Linked DNA regions of Mus musculus: region 1 is linked to region 2. A link is a contact called in public ChIA-PET data. All regions are on one chromosome and are shown on one strand. The core of a region is the stretch at or near the end of the contact, and the rest is flanking DNA. Distances in the headings are between cores, read along the strand shown. Region 1 overlaps Gm34598 (a long non-coding RNA gene). Region 2 overlaps Cracd (capping protein inhibiting regulator of actin).

What was found. ChIA-PET counts read pairs in DNA pulled down with a chosen protein or histone mark.
Region 1: a contact with region 2 is called in an RNA polymerase II ChIA-PET map of memory CD8 T cells, with 6 read pairs. The contact joins two enhancer-like sites. A contact is called at or near these places in 1 of 484 Hi-C or Micro-C datasets (the HL-1 cell line), 1 of 115 datasets of contacts at active chromatin or transcription factors (memory CD8 T cells) and 2 of 9 other capture datasets (adipose tissue and pancreatic islet).

What each region holds. Positions count from the first base shown.
Region 1 is chr5:77,143,933-77,149,817 of GRCm38.p6, forward strand. Gm34598 (a long non-coding RNA gene) reads right to left here. Exons shown (of 3, transcript XR_880411.1): 3 at 2,165-2,447. Among named protein-coding and RNA genes, the nearest start is that of Chaer1, 6.6 kb to the left of the region's middle. Within about 2 kb of position 4,324, at least 41 of the 459 cell types and tissues checked have an H3K27ac peak or open chromatin away from gene starts, as enhancers often do. A contact at or near this core is called in memory CD8 T cells, where this site is marked.
Region 2 is chr5:76,864,827-76,870,924 of GRCm38.p6, forward strand. It overlaps Cracd (capping protein inhibiting regulator of actin), which reads left to right. Exons shown (of 9, transcript NM_001163793.1): 7 at 1,174-1,364; 8 at 2,346-2,508; 9 at 5,691-6,098. The coding sequence ends at 5,851. Among named protein-coding and RNA genes, the nearest start is that of Cracd, 27 kb to the left of the region's middle. Within about 2 kb of position 4,700, at least 38 of the 459 cell types and tissues checked have an H3K27ac peak or open chromatin away from gene starts, as enhancers often do. A contact at or near this core is called in memory CD8 T cells, where this site is marked.

The sequences.
Region 1 (5,885 bases), core at 3,074-5,573, 280 kb after region 2:
AGCCTTTGGGAGCTGTCTCATCCCACCACCACAGTCTTCAATAGTTGCAACAAAGAAGGTTTCACCGGTGGACAGGTTTTATCTAGCCATTCCTATATTAAGCGGCACTGGCTAATTGCAATTTTGTTCCACTAACAGAAAGTTACATAGAGTGCTGGTGACGCAGGCCAGTGGCAGAGTGCTGTGTAGCAGGAACAGAGCTTCATGCTCGATCTCTAGCACCGGTACAAAAAAGAAAATGACTCTGAGGTGTGAACTCTGTAAATTATCACTAATTCTTAACAGTGTTTCCGATATGAGCAGTGTTAATAGTGGGGCTAAAGATGCGATTACGTAATTGAAAGCTTACTATATGGGTTAGGTTTACCCCAAAAGGTAAATACAACATTTCAAACTTCCATCAAGCCTAGATAGTCATACGTTTAAAACACGCTTAGCTTTGCTAACTTTTCTGTTGCTGTGATGAAATATCCCGAGAAAAGCAACTTAAGAAAGATGTTTTCTGGCTTACAGGCAGTCAGGGGGTCAAGGTGGAAGGAGCTGAAGCTTCCGGTCTCGTGGCCACTGCCAGGAAAGAGCAAGGTGCACAGTAGAAAACTGGGATGGGCCGAGCAGTGGTGGCGCATGCCTTCAATCCCAGCACTCGGGAGGCAGAGGCAGGCAGATTTCTGAGTTCGAGGCCAGTCTGGTCTACAGAGTGAGTTCCAGGACAGCCAGGGCTATACAGAGAAACCCTGTGTCGAAAAACCAAAAAAAAAAAAAAAAAATCAGATTCAGAGAACTCATGTCAAGATGGATGTGGTCACCCTGGTACCTGCAACCACCACCAGGGTTGAGAACCACTGCTCTAAAACCACAAGGTCGGGGGAGGGGGTGGGGAGAGGAGCTGAGCCTTTAAGAAGTGTTCATGGCAGTCAACTGGTTGTTAAGGGCAACGGTTTATTGTTCCAGCTTCTTCTCCAGGTCATTCAGCTCTACTTAGCAAGTGACATCATGCTTTGCAAGCAGGTAGTACAGTCACCACATCAGTGTGTTAACAATTGCTCTTTCTACCTTATTCACGTTGGCAGCCTTATCTGAGCATACGCTGGTAGACTTGTTTCTGTGAACTTAGAGAACTGCACAGGATTAAGGCTCCTTTTCATGCCCAAGTTTCTGCCTCATGTCTAAGAAGTGTCCCACCCTCGAGGTGACTGACATCGAGAAATCTTACTGACTTGAGAGTAACACAAAGAGAGAGGTGACCACACCCTTTGTGGGACATCAATACCCTATTTTTGTCAAAGGAGTTTCAAATGCCGCAAGAGGCACAGGTGGTGCCTCTGTGGGTCAGATGTGTGTGTGTGGGGTGGGGGGGTTCATGCCTATAATCCCAGCTCCTGAAAGCCACAGTAGGAGGATTAAGAATTTAAATTGGGCTATAATCTCTCAAAAATTCTGTACCTCTAATTATTTGTGAAGAAGCAACATCCTTTTTTACATATTTATCCTATTTTATTTCCATTTTTTGTGGCTTCCATTTCTGCCTTTCATTGGTTTCTCATTTGGAGTCTGTGTCTTTCTTTGTGTCCATTTTTTTCTGATGTTACGTTTGCTAAATTTTACCTTGTATCTGCTGAATATTTTCTACAATTCATTGCTTTTTTTTTTTAATTTGGCTTTGTTTTCATTATCGGCTTGTGGATCACAACCATGTTAGTAAAGGTGACTAGGTGAATGAGGACCGTATGTTTTACTGAGATCTTGTCCCCATTGCCACTCAGTTTCCTTTCCTTGAGGAGTTTACAGAGAGAGCTGGAGACGGACACTGTCACCTTGAGATCATCATCATCATGGCAAAGCATCTTTACCCCTATTTGAAAGTCCACTTGGGACATGGCTGCAGGCTCTTTATCCCAGCCCTAGAGTCAGGTTCACTGTCCAACTCCCCTGACCATAGAGATGGTTCTAACCGCACAGCAGACTTCTGACTGAAGCTCTGGGCTGTGGGCAACTCTGGGGCTCATCCAAGCTGTCTCTGTTCATGTTGACCACACATCATTTTCCTTCAACTCTCCTGTACAAGGCTGAGCCTTGGGGTCTCTGGAGGCCTAAGTATAATGTGTTAGAATAGTGGCTCGAGTCTGAACATAGAATACCAGGCCAAAACAGTTCCACGTGTAAGATGTTTATTAGGAGAGAGAGGGGCAAGGAAGGTGATGGTGGGAAGAGATGGGGGAAGAGACAGAAAAGGAAGGGTATTCCCCTTATATATATATATATGGATAATGATGTAACACAGGTAAAGGTGGGAGGTGAGCCAAGTCGATTCTGAGAATATGGTGGCTGATGTCTTGGCAACAGGTCTGCAGCTCCCGCCTATGTGATGTCACAGGTTTCACTGGTCCTGGTGCCAACAAAGTAGACTTCTCCCATTCTGCATTTGTCTTCCAAGGAGGCGATAGGACCTTCAGGAGAAGAATGTTTGTGGGGGAGGTGTTAGTGGGAGTGAGAAGTGAGGAGACCCTCATGCACAACAGCTGCCATGGACAGAGAGTTACTGAACTAAGTATACCTGCCACAGGGGCCTCTGTCTCCTCCTTGGGTAGCTCTGGGGCTGGTGGTCCCTCACAGCTATCCTGAGTGGAGACAAGGGGGTAAGCCTCTGCTCTTTCAAATTGAACATCTACTGGCTATCTCCAGGAAAGGGAGACAGTCTTGGTGGAGGCTCCCGATAACAGATATGTGAGTGAAACTCTTCAGCAGGGGACACCAGCAGAAGTTGGAGGGAATGACTAAGGACTGAACAGCGTCCAGTGCACTCAGCAGTGTGGCCTACTCACCTCTGCCTTGTGCCCTAGTGGCCTTGAATATGCTTTTTACTCCTCTGACCACTGATTCTGTATCCAGGCTGGGAGATTTGCCTGGCTTTTATTCTCTCTCCTAATTCATTGTGTTTGTCCCTGGGCCAGGAATCAGTAGGCTAGTAAGCCTTCTTTGTCATCCTGATTCTGCAGTGTCATCCTGTTCCAGAGACAATGAAACAAAATGCCTTGCTGCCTAAAAGAGGGACAGAGGGGCAGCAGGGAGCTCCAGAACAAAGCCTCCACACATTACCCTCTGTGGAAGCCACGGGCAGTGGAGAACGTCCACATGATGCCAACCACCCAAGGGGATGTTCACTGACACTTCCTGCCTGGTGAGAACATGGGGAAGACAGAATAATTCTCAAAAGAGCTCCAAACCACACATTGCTGAGGGGGAAACATTTAGAATTGTCAGAAAGTGAAGTCAGAAGAGAAAGGTGAACTCTTTATACTCAGCAAAAGGGAGTGTGGACCTCATGAATAGAATTTGGTCTCCTTTCTTGCTATGTAAGAACAAAGTATTTATTTGTCCCCCCCCCCTTTTTTTTTTGCACTTCTGTACTATCTACCGTGTAAAGGGTTAGATGTCCCACCCATATGCAACAGGCCTTTAGCAGACATAGAATCTGATGTATTTTTATAATCATAGCTGTATGATTATAAAAATTATTTTACTTGTAAATTATCAAGTCATGAGTCTTAAGAACTCAAATAAACTAAGAGAAGTCCTGGCTCCAAATAAGGTCTTGGTATAATTTTCTGGCAGACATGAGTTTGGGGGACATGATGGTTTGAATGACAATGGCTCCCACAGGCTTGTATATTTGAATATTTCGTCCCTAGTTGGTAGAACTGTTTGAGAAGGGTTAAGAGGTGTGGCTTTATTAGAAGAGGTGTGTTACAGAGGTTTCAAAAGACTCACGCTATTCCCAGTTGCTTTCAATCTGCCTCATCGTTGTAGAGCAAGATGTGAGCTCTCGGCTGTTTCTTGACCCTGCCATCATAGATTCTAATCCTCTAAAGTCATAAGCCAAAGTAAACACTTCATTTTATAAGTTGCCTTGGTCGTTGTGTTTTATCGCAGCAATAGAAAAGGAGACAAGACAAGGGAGATACTGTTCAACTATGTACCACCCCTTTATCTGTATAATCAGTGGATCCAAGTCCAATTTTCATTTGTTTTTATTAGTTTGTTTGACCAGCAATGCAATGAGAGGTGAACCAGCAAGGGAGCTGGTGGTATAAACAAAGAAGTGTTGGCGTTTCATTGGTGTGTTAGTGACCTTGCTCAAGGCTGTGACAAAACATCGAAGCAAGCAAGAGTAAGTTAAGAGGAAAGCTTTACTTTGGATCACAGCCAGAGGGGATAGCCCACCCCAGAGAGGAAAACAAATCAAGGGGCAGCTGAGCATGAGCAGCTGGGCCTCCTCGCTTCTTCATATCTTAGTGGAGCAGGAAACAGAGAGAGGAGGCAGGAAGTAGGGTTAGGCTATAAAACCTCCAAGTCTTTCTCTAGTGACACATTTCCTCTAGTGAGGCCTCACTTTCTAGAGATTCCAGAACCTTTCATAAACAGCAGCAGCAGTTGGGGACCAGGTACAGAAATGCTTGAGCCCGTGGGAAGATCTCACATTGAAATGACTGTAGTCGGGAAGAAAGTACAGACAGAAGCTGAAGTGCTGGGGTGGAGCCCAGGGTTTCATACGTGCCAGGCAAGCACTTTACCAACCAAGCTAAATTTCCAGTCCTCAACAGAGATAAAAGCAATGAGAATAAATCTCAATAGGAGAGCTTCAGGAAGGAGAAAAACAACTGGACTTCTGGTCTCCTAGAGCTCTTGATTTATTCTGTTTATACAGACTCGGCCCTGCACTGTTTATAGAATATATAGAATATAGAATAGAATATATTTATGTATTTGCCCATCTACTTTCTCATTCAATGCATACACAGTAATGGATAATCACTGGAATTAAAGATAAGTCTCAGCCCATCATGGTGACTTGTGTCTACCATGACGATACTCAAATACTCAAGAGGTTGAGGCAGAAGGACTGCCACAAGTTCAAAGCTTGTGCTGTAAGATCAAGAATCAACAAATGGGACCTCATAAAATTGCAAAGCTTCTGAAGGGCAAAAGATACTGTCAATAAGACAAAAAGGCCACCAACAGATTGGGAAAGAATTTTTACCAGTCCTAAATCTGATAGGGGACTAATATCCAATATATACAAAGAGCTCAAGAAGCTGAACTCCAGAAATTCAAATAACCCCATTAAAAATGGGGTACAGAGCTAAACAAAGAATTCTCAACCGAGGAATGCAGAAGGGCTGAGAAGCACTTGAAAAAATGTTCAACATCCTTAATCATCAGGGAAATGCAAACCAAAACAACCCTGAGATTCCACCTCACACCAGTCAGAATGGCTAGGATCAAAAATTCAGGTGACAGCAGATGCTGGAGAGGATGTAGAGAAAGAGGAACACTCCTCCATTGCTGGTGGGATTGCAAGCTTGTACAATCAGTCTGGCGGTTCCTCAGAAAACTGGACATAGTACTACCAGTAGATCCAGCAATACCTCTCCTGGGCATATACCCAGAAGATGTTCTAACTGGTAATAAGGACACATGCTCCTCTATGTTCATAGCAGCCCTATTTATAATAGCCAGAAGCTGGAAAGAACCCAGATGTCCCTCAGCAGAGGAATAGATACAGAAAATGTGGTACATTTACACAATGGAGTACTATTCAGCTATTAAAAACAATGAATTTATGAAATTCTTGGGCAAATGGATGTATCTGGAGGATATCATCCTGAGTGAGGTAACCCAATCACAAAAGAAATCACTTTATATGCACTCACTGATAAGTGGATATTAGCCCAGAAACCTAGAATACCCAAGATACAACTTCTAAAACACAAGAAAATCAAGAAGGAAGACCAACTCTTGGATACTTCATTCCTCCCTAGAATATGGAATAAAATATCTATGGAAGGAGTTGCAGAGACAAAGCTTGGAGCTAAGACAAAAGGATG
Region 2 (6,098 bases), core at 3,450-5,949:
CCCCCACACATACACACATACACAATTCAAAGTAAATCTTTAAAAGTTGACAAATTGAAGTGCTCACACTTTCTTCACCCCGATGAAGTGTCTTACGCATTCTCCAAGGCATTCTGCTCATTTTTTAGACCTCTAACTCACAAAGGAGTCTGTCTTCTAGAGACCATGCAAGGACAGTGGGATATCCAGACGACGGCTAGCCTTCAGCGGCCACCTCGGTTTTCCGAGGTGTCTTAGTAGTGGCTGACTGGCTGTTTCACGTCCTAGTAGGTGGTCCTCAACTCCGGAATGTGTGACTAGGTGATTATTTTTTCACAAGCCTTTGGGAGAACTCTTGGCTGAGGTTCAAGTGGAAATCCAATTTTAATATCCTGCTTTTTGGTCCTGTGGGGCAGACCTAGTAAGCCTTTATTTACATTTACTCTTTAAAATCCAGTCCAAGGTACCTCATTAGAGCAGTAGGTAGTACATCCCTCTTAGAGAAATATGACCCCCTGGCCCCAGATTACTCTACTCAAAGTGCAGTTCTCAGGAATTACAAACTTCCTTGTTTTCCCTTTAAAAACAAACAGTTTGTTTTTAGGAGATAGATGTCAAGAAAAACACCGTGGCGTCTGAATTACCCCATCACAGCGTGGGAATGTGGGTCAGGTCTTTGGCATGGGTGGCTTTGCCATTTTTGATGCCTTTCATAGAAATGGCAGGACTCCATCTACCTGATTCATAGATAACAACAGCCCCTTCTCTGAGATCGAGACTGCAGATCTGATAGAGATGCATATCGGATACTGGGCTCCCCTTGGAGTGGACTCTGCTGTTTATAGCTGGACCCATTCCCTGCATCCTGCTTCTCTCACAATCTGGGGTCCCCTTTCCTCCCCTTCCTCCTTCTTTGCAGTCCATTGCTAAACACAAACCTCACCAAGGCAGTGAACCACATATCATCTGGGTCCCCTGTAAACATGAGCTTTTAATTGCACTGGAGATTTTATATATATTTGTAAAGTAGTTCTACGTTTAGGGAAGGAAAATGCCCTGTTAGTCAAGGATGTCACCTTCTCCCTCAGTGGGGTCCCTCGGGCATCAGCCTGTTAGTACCTACACCACGGACTTCAGGAGCTGATGAGCTAGTCGTCTGTTCCTCACAGCAAACGCCACCTTCTTCCTTCACAGAGAAGCCCGTGCTTCAGAGCAGGCACTCTCTGGACGGCTCCAAGGTGACAGAGAAAGTCGAAACCGCTCAGCCGCTGTGGATAACACTGGCACTCCAGAAACAGAAGGGATTCCGGGAGCAGCAAGCAACTCGGGAGGAGAGGAAGCAAGCCCGGGAGGCCAAGCAAGCAGAAAAGCTCTCCAAAGAGACCGTGCGTAGCTCACTGTGCCGCTAGTGCTGCTGCCCTAAGCTGCTCTAAGTCGCTGGCTTGGTTTTTAAGGTTCTATCTGGAGGTGTTGTTTCCCAAAGGGAGGGAAGGAAATACACTGACAAACTTTATGTCAGGGAGGCATGTTTCCAGTGTAAAACTTAATTTGGTTTTATTATGCTTGCAGGGGAACCTGGTTTGGCAGAATCTAAGATGTATTTGCAGCAGCAGCTCACACACAGTGGTTTCAGTAGTGCCCCTGCTCCCTGTGTGAGGCTGCACTCTTTAGTGGTCTGAATGACTGAAGGTCAGTCATGATCCAGAAATACTAGGTGGGAAATTCCACAAATAACACCTGACAGAGATAAATTGCCGTTTTGGTGTGATGGAACCTCATGTCCTACTCCATGGGACATGGAGACTCTTTGCTGGCACCTGATATCTGCTTTGGTCATCACATTCACTGTCACAGAGTCCCAGTGTTTGCGTCCATCCTATTTTCCTTAAGAATGGCCCCAAGGCGTCACTCTAATGATACTGGAGATTAACTCATGCCAGGAAGCCATAAAGTACTTCCTGGTGAAAGCTCTTGGCTTAGTTAGAAAACCGTCATAAGCTGAAGTGGAACAAATCTAAGGTAAGAACAAGACAGAGCAATCAGGGTTTAGTTCTATCCTTGGTTTCAGACATCCCATGAGGATCTTCTATATCTAGCTTGGAGAAGGGAAGTGGCTATATATGGGAGATATGGAAGTGACTTTGCGCAGTGTGCACGGGCAATCAAGAGCCGTGTTTTATGACCTAACTTTATAATCCGCTTGGAAAGTAACTTTCCATCCTTGGTACACAACACTGAGCTCTCAGGGGAGGCCTGTCTTGAACGCACCACTCACACGTGAGGCCCAGGGCCCCTCTGGGGTGCAGAGGTTAGGGGTCAGGGGTCATGGCACTGAGAATATGCTTTGCCTGTCATTCCCAACGCAGGTCAGTGTCAGCCTACAGCCTGGAAGCAGCCGGGCAAGCAAAACTGCCCCCGTGCACAAGCCTGCTGCTCCATCTGAAGAGAAAAAGCCAGAAACGGCCGTGTCCAGGCTGCAGCGCAGAGAGCAGCTAAAGAAGTCCAACACTCTCCCCACGTCTGTGACAGGTAGAGCATGGGCCCTTCCCCAACACTCTTCCCACGTCTGTGACAGGTGGCGCGTGGGCCCTTCCCCGCTTGCCTGTACCTACAGTTTTCCACCGTGTAGTGATTGCCACAGCACCTCAGACGTCACACAGCACAGGTTCTCTCCAGACCAGGGCACAAACTCTGACACTGATGCAAGTGCCAGGACTTCCCCAGCTCTCGTGGAGAGACAGTAAGACGCCTTAACAGTCAGCTCCTTATTTATTTATTTTTATTTGAGACAGGATTTCTCTGTGTAGACCAGGCTGGCCTTGAACTCAGAAATTCACCTGCCTCTGCCTCCCAAGTGCTGGGATTAAAGGCATGTGCCACCATGCCCAGCAAGAACAGTCAGCTCTTTACGGGGGTACAGACACCTCTGCTCCATAGCCTCTATTATTGTCCATGGTGTAAATACGTCATCCATGGCTAAGCTACCAATGTGACAGACAGCAAGTGGCTTGCTGGGTTTCTGAACATTTAACAGGACAATAAGAGTCATCACTAGCACCTCATTGCCCATCATCTGGTGTATCTATTATCTATCTATCTATCTATCTATCTATCTATCTATCTATCTATCTATCTATCTATCATGTGTGTATGTGTGTATGCTACAGCAAAGAAAAGCATAGGCCAGAACATTTAAACAAAGGAAGAGCTGAGTCTGACAGGATTGGGCAAGGCAAGGTGGAAAGTTTAGGTAAAACTGAGGCAGGAGCCTGGGTTTGGAAGTAGACGCCAGCGTCATATCATCGGAAATGACGCAATTGAGGTAAGTGTGTGAAAGCTGCCTCCTGGGCCTCTGTGTGAAAGTGAGCTGGAGGCAGAAGATTCTCCCACTCCCACGCCCTCCAATTTCCTGGTGACTTCTCTGCCTAGGTGACACGGCTCAGATGCTCGGGCATTTCCACTGATGTGACTCTAGAGAAGGCTGTCAACTGGCTTCACAGAGAAAGTTGTCTCTGCACTGTGTCCTTGGTGCTAATTAACAACAGCCACCTTTCTTTTTTTATAACACATGAAAGATGTAAAATAAAATAAAGTGTCCCAATGGTTGCCCAACTATTGCCTGGCTCCAATCACTTGGAAGATGGATAGTTCTGAATACATAGATTCCCAGGCACTAACAGGACATCTGCTTCCCTATATGGCTGTGGTGGTCCCCAGAGAGCATAGTGTGTCTGTCTTGGTCCATTCTGTGAAGGCTAACAGAATACCCAAAGACTGGTTATTTATCAAGCTGGGAGGGCCCTGGGCTGTTTCATCCTAGGTTAGGAAGTGGATGGGCAAGCATGCACATGAGGAGAGAGAGAGAACGCAGGTAGTGTGAGAAAAATCATGAATCCACTTTTGAGGGCCTCTGACACCCAAGCACACACCACGAGGCTTCTGCCTCCCAACACAGAAGAATTCTGTGCCACCTCACTAGAGCGTAAATGAATTATTTATTCTAGCTTGCCCATGTAAGAGTCACAGAAACCTGGTATTTTATTTCCAAGCTGTAAGCCTCGACTGCGCAGGCTCTATGCTCTTCTCCCCTCTATCCAAACGGTAGCCCCTTGAACTCCATATGCTGTCTCAACCGGAATGCTTCTGCTCCACCAGCCTGCCCTCAGGTGCGCTTCTGGCCGGAAGGTCAGGATCCAAACGGCCTTGTTGCCTACTCTCTCCGCCTTCTTTTTCCTCTCTTAGTGGTCTCTCTCGAGAGCCCTCACTCAGTTCTCAAGTCCCGCCTTCCTCTCTCTACTGCCCAATCAAAGGCTCTAGCCTTTTATTAGCCAATCAGCTTTAAGTTGTGGAGCAAGGTTTACATACCTAAGATCCGTGTGCATGAGAATGCGCTTGTTTGGGGTTCAGAATTTAGCCTTTGAATACGTAGCAGCAAATCAACCCCCAACTCTAGAGAATTAAACGTCAGACATGAGAACACTGGAGAGATTCGCCCAAACCTTAGTGGTGTCTAAGCCTGTGCTTCGGCTACCTGCTACCCGAGGTCTGGAAACGTGGAGGTATTAAAAAAGAGTTTTAGTACTTAGTGGTGGGGCAGGAGTGCTTATATACCAGAACTACCTCAAAACACTGATCTTGGCCCGCAAGCATTCTTGCATTTGCTCTCACACTGCGGGTTCTAAGTATTAGCGTGAGACTGAGAGTTTCTTTCTTTTCTGTGCCCGGTTGGAAGTGATCCCCGCTTACAGCAGCGCCAGCTTAATACAGCAAGCCTTTGCTTCAAAGTGTTTGTCTTCACATTCAATTTGTATCCCCTGAGTTCCAGAAGAATGCAGGACGCGTCCCTGGGCACTAAAGTTGTGAGTGCTCCGAAATCCTTACAGAGAACCTCCTCATAGAAACCCAAGATCTCTAGTAGAGAAAGCAGGATAGTCAGGCGTGATAGCCTGCAATTCTTAACCCCTGGGAGGCGGAGTCAGGAGGATTACCATGAGTTTGCAGCCAGCCTGGGCTACAGTGTGAGATGTCTCACAAACAGGTGACAGGGGACATAGGAATTACTAGCAACACTAGAAGTCATGACAGCTGGCAGTTTCCAAAGGTTCATCTTTTGTTTTGTTTTGTTGTTTCTTGAGACAGGGTTTCTCTGTGTAGCCCTGGCTGTCCTGGAACTCACTCTGTAGACCAGGCTGGTTTTGAACTCAGAGATCTGCCTGCCTCTGCCTACCAAATGCTGGGATTAAAAGCCTATGCCACCACTGTCCGGTCCATGGGTTCATCTTAGGGCTCAGGTGGAGGCAGGAATTTCAGGAGTTCAGGGACATAGCAGTTCCAAGGCATCTTGGCTTCTATCATTCATGGCTTGAATTTCATGCCTTCTAAAGTCAGAATCTTGTTCTGGGGACCGAACTGGGGAGATGTTTACTAACGGGTACATTTCAGAGAAGTGCAAGGAATCTGTAGTGTAACACGGTGACCATAGCTACCAATCTATTGAATTCTTAAAACGTTTAAGAGCAGATTTTCAAATGTTCTTACATCACCTTGTGAATAACAGCTAGATTTGGCTATTCTGGTGTGTGTGTGTGTGTGTGTGTGTGTGTGTGTGTGTGTGCACAGCATCTCACATACAGTAAGTACATATAACTCTGTTAACTAGACTTTCTGTTTTTACGTGGCTCTTCCTTCTCTTTCCCTTTGAAACACTGCAGTGGAGATCTCAGACTCTGCGCCCTCAGCAGCACTGGTAAAAGACGTCACCAAGCGGTTCTCCACCCCAGACGCTGCCCCGGTGTCCACAGAACCTGCCTGGCTGGCTTTGGCCAAACGAAAAGCCAAGGCCTGGAGCGACTGTCCGCAGATTATTAAGTAAAGAGCGACTTTCACCCACGCCCTCGGCCGGTTGTCGGCTCTTCTCTTGCCCGTTTTATTTATTTATTTTTTATATGAGGTTAACGGAACCAGGCTAGGGAAAAGCAGCATGCTTACTAGGCTCCAAAATAATGTTCAGCAACGGAAGTGGTGGGGTTCGTTGTAAAGAGTGTATTTGCACAACCCTGGGTCCTGGTGCCTTGAGCTCCCTCTAGTTCTCAAGAGACAGTTTTGTCTGAGGGACCACG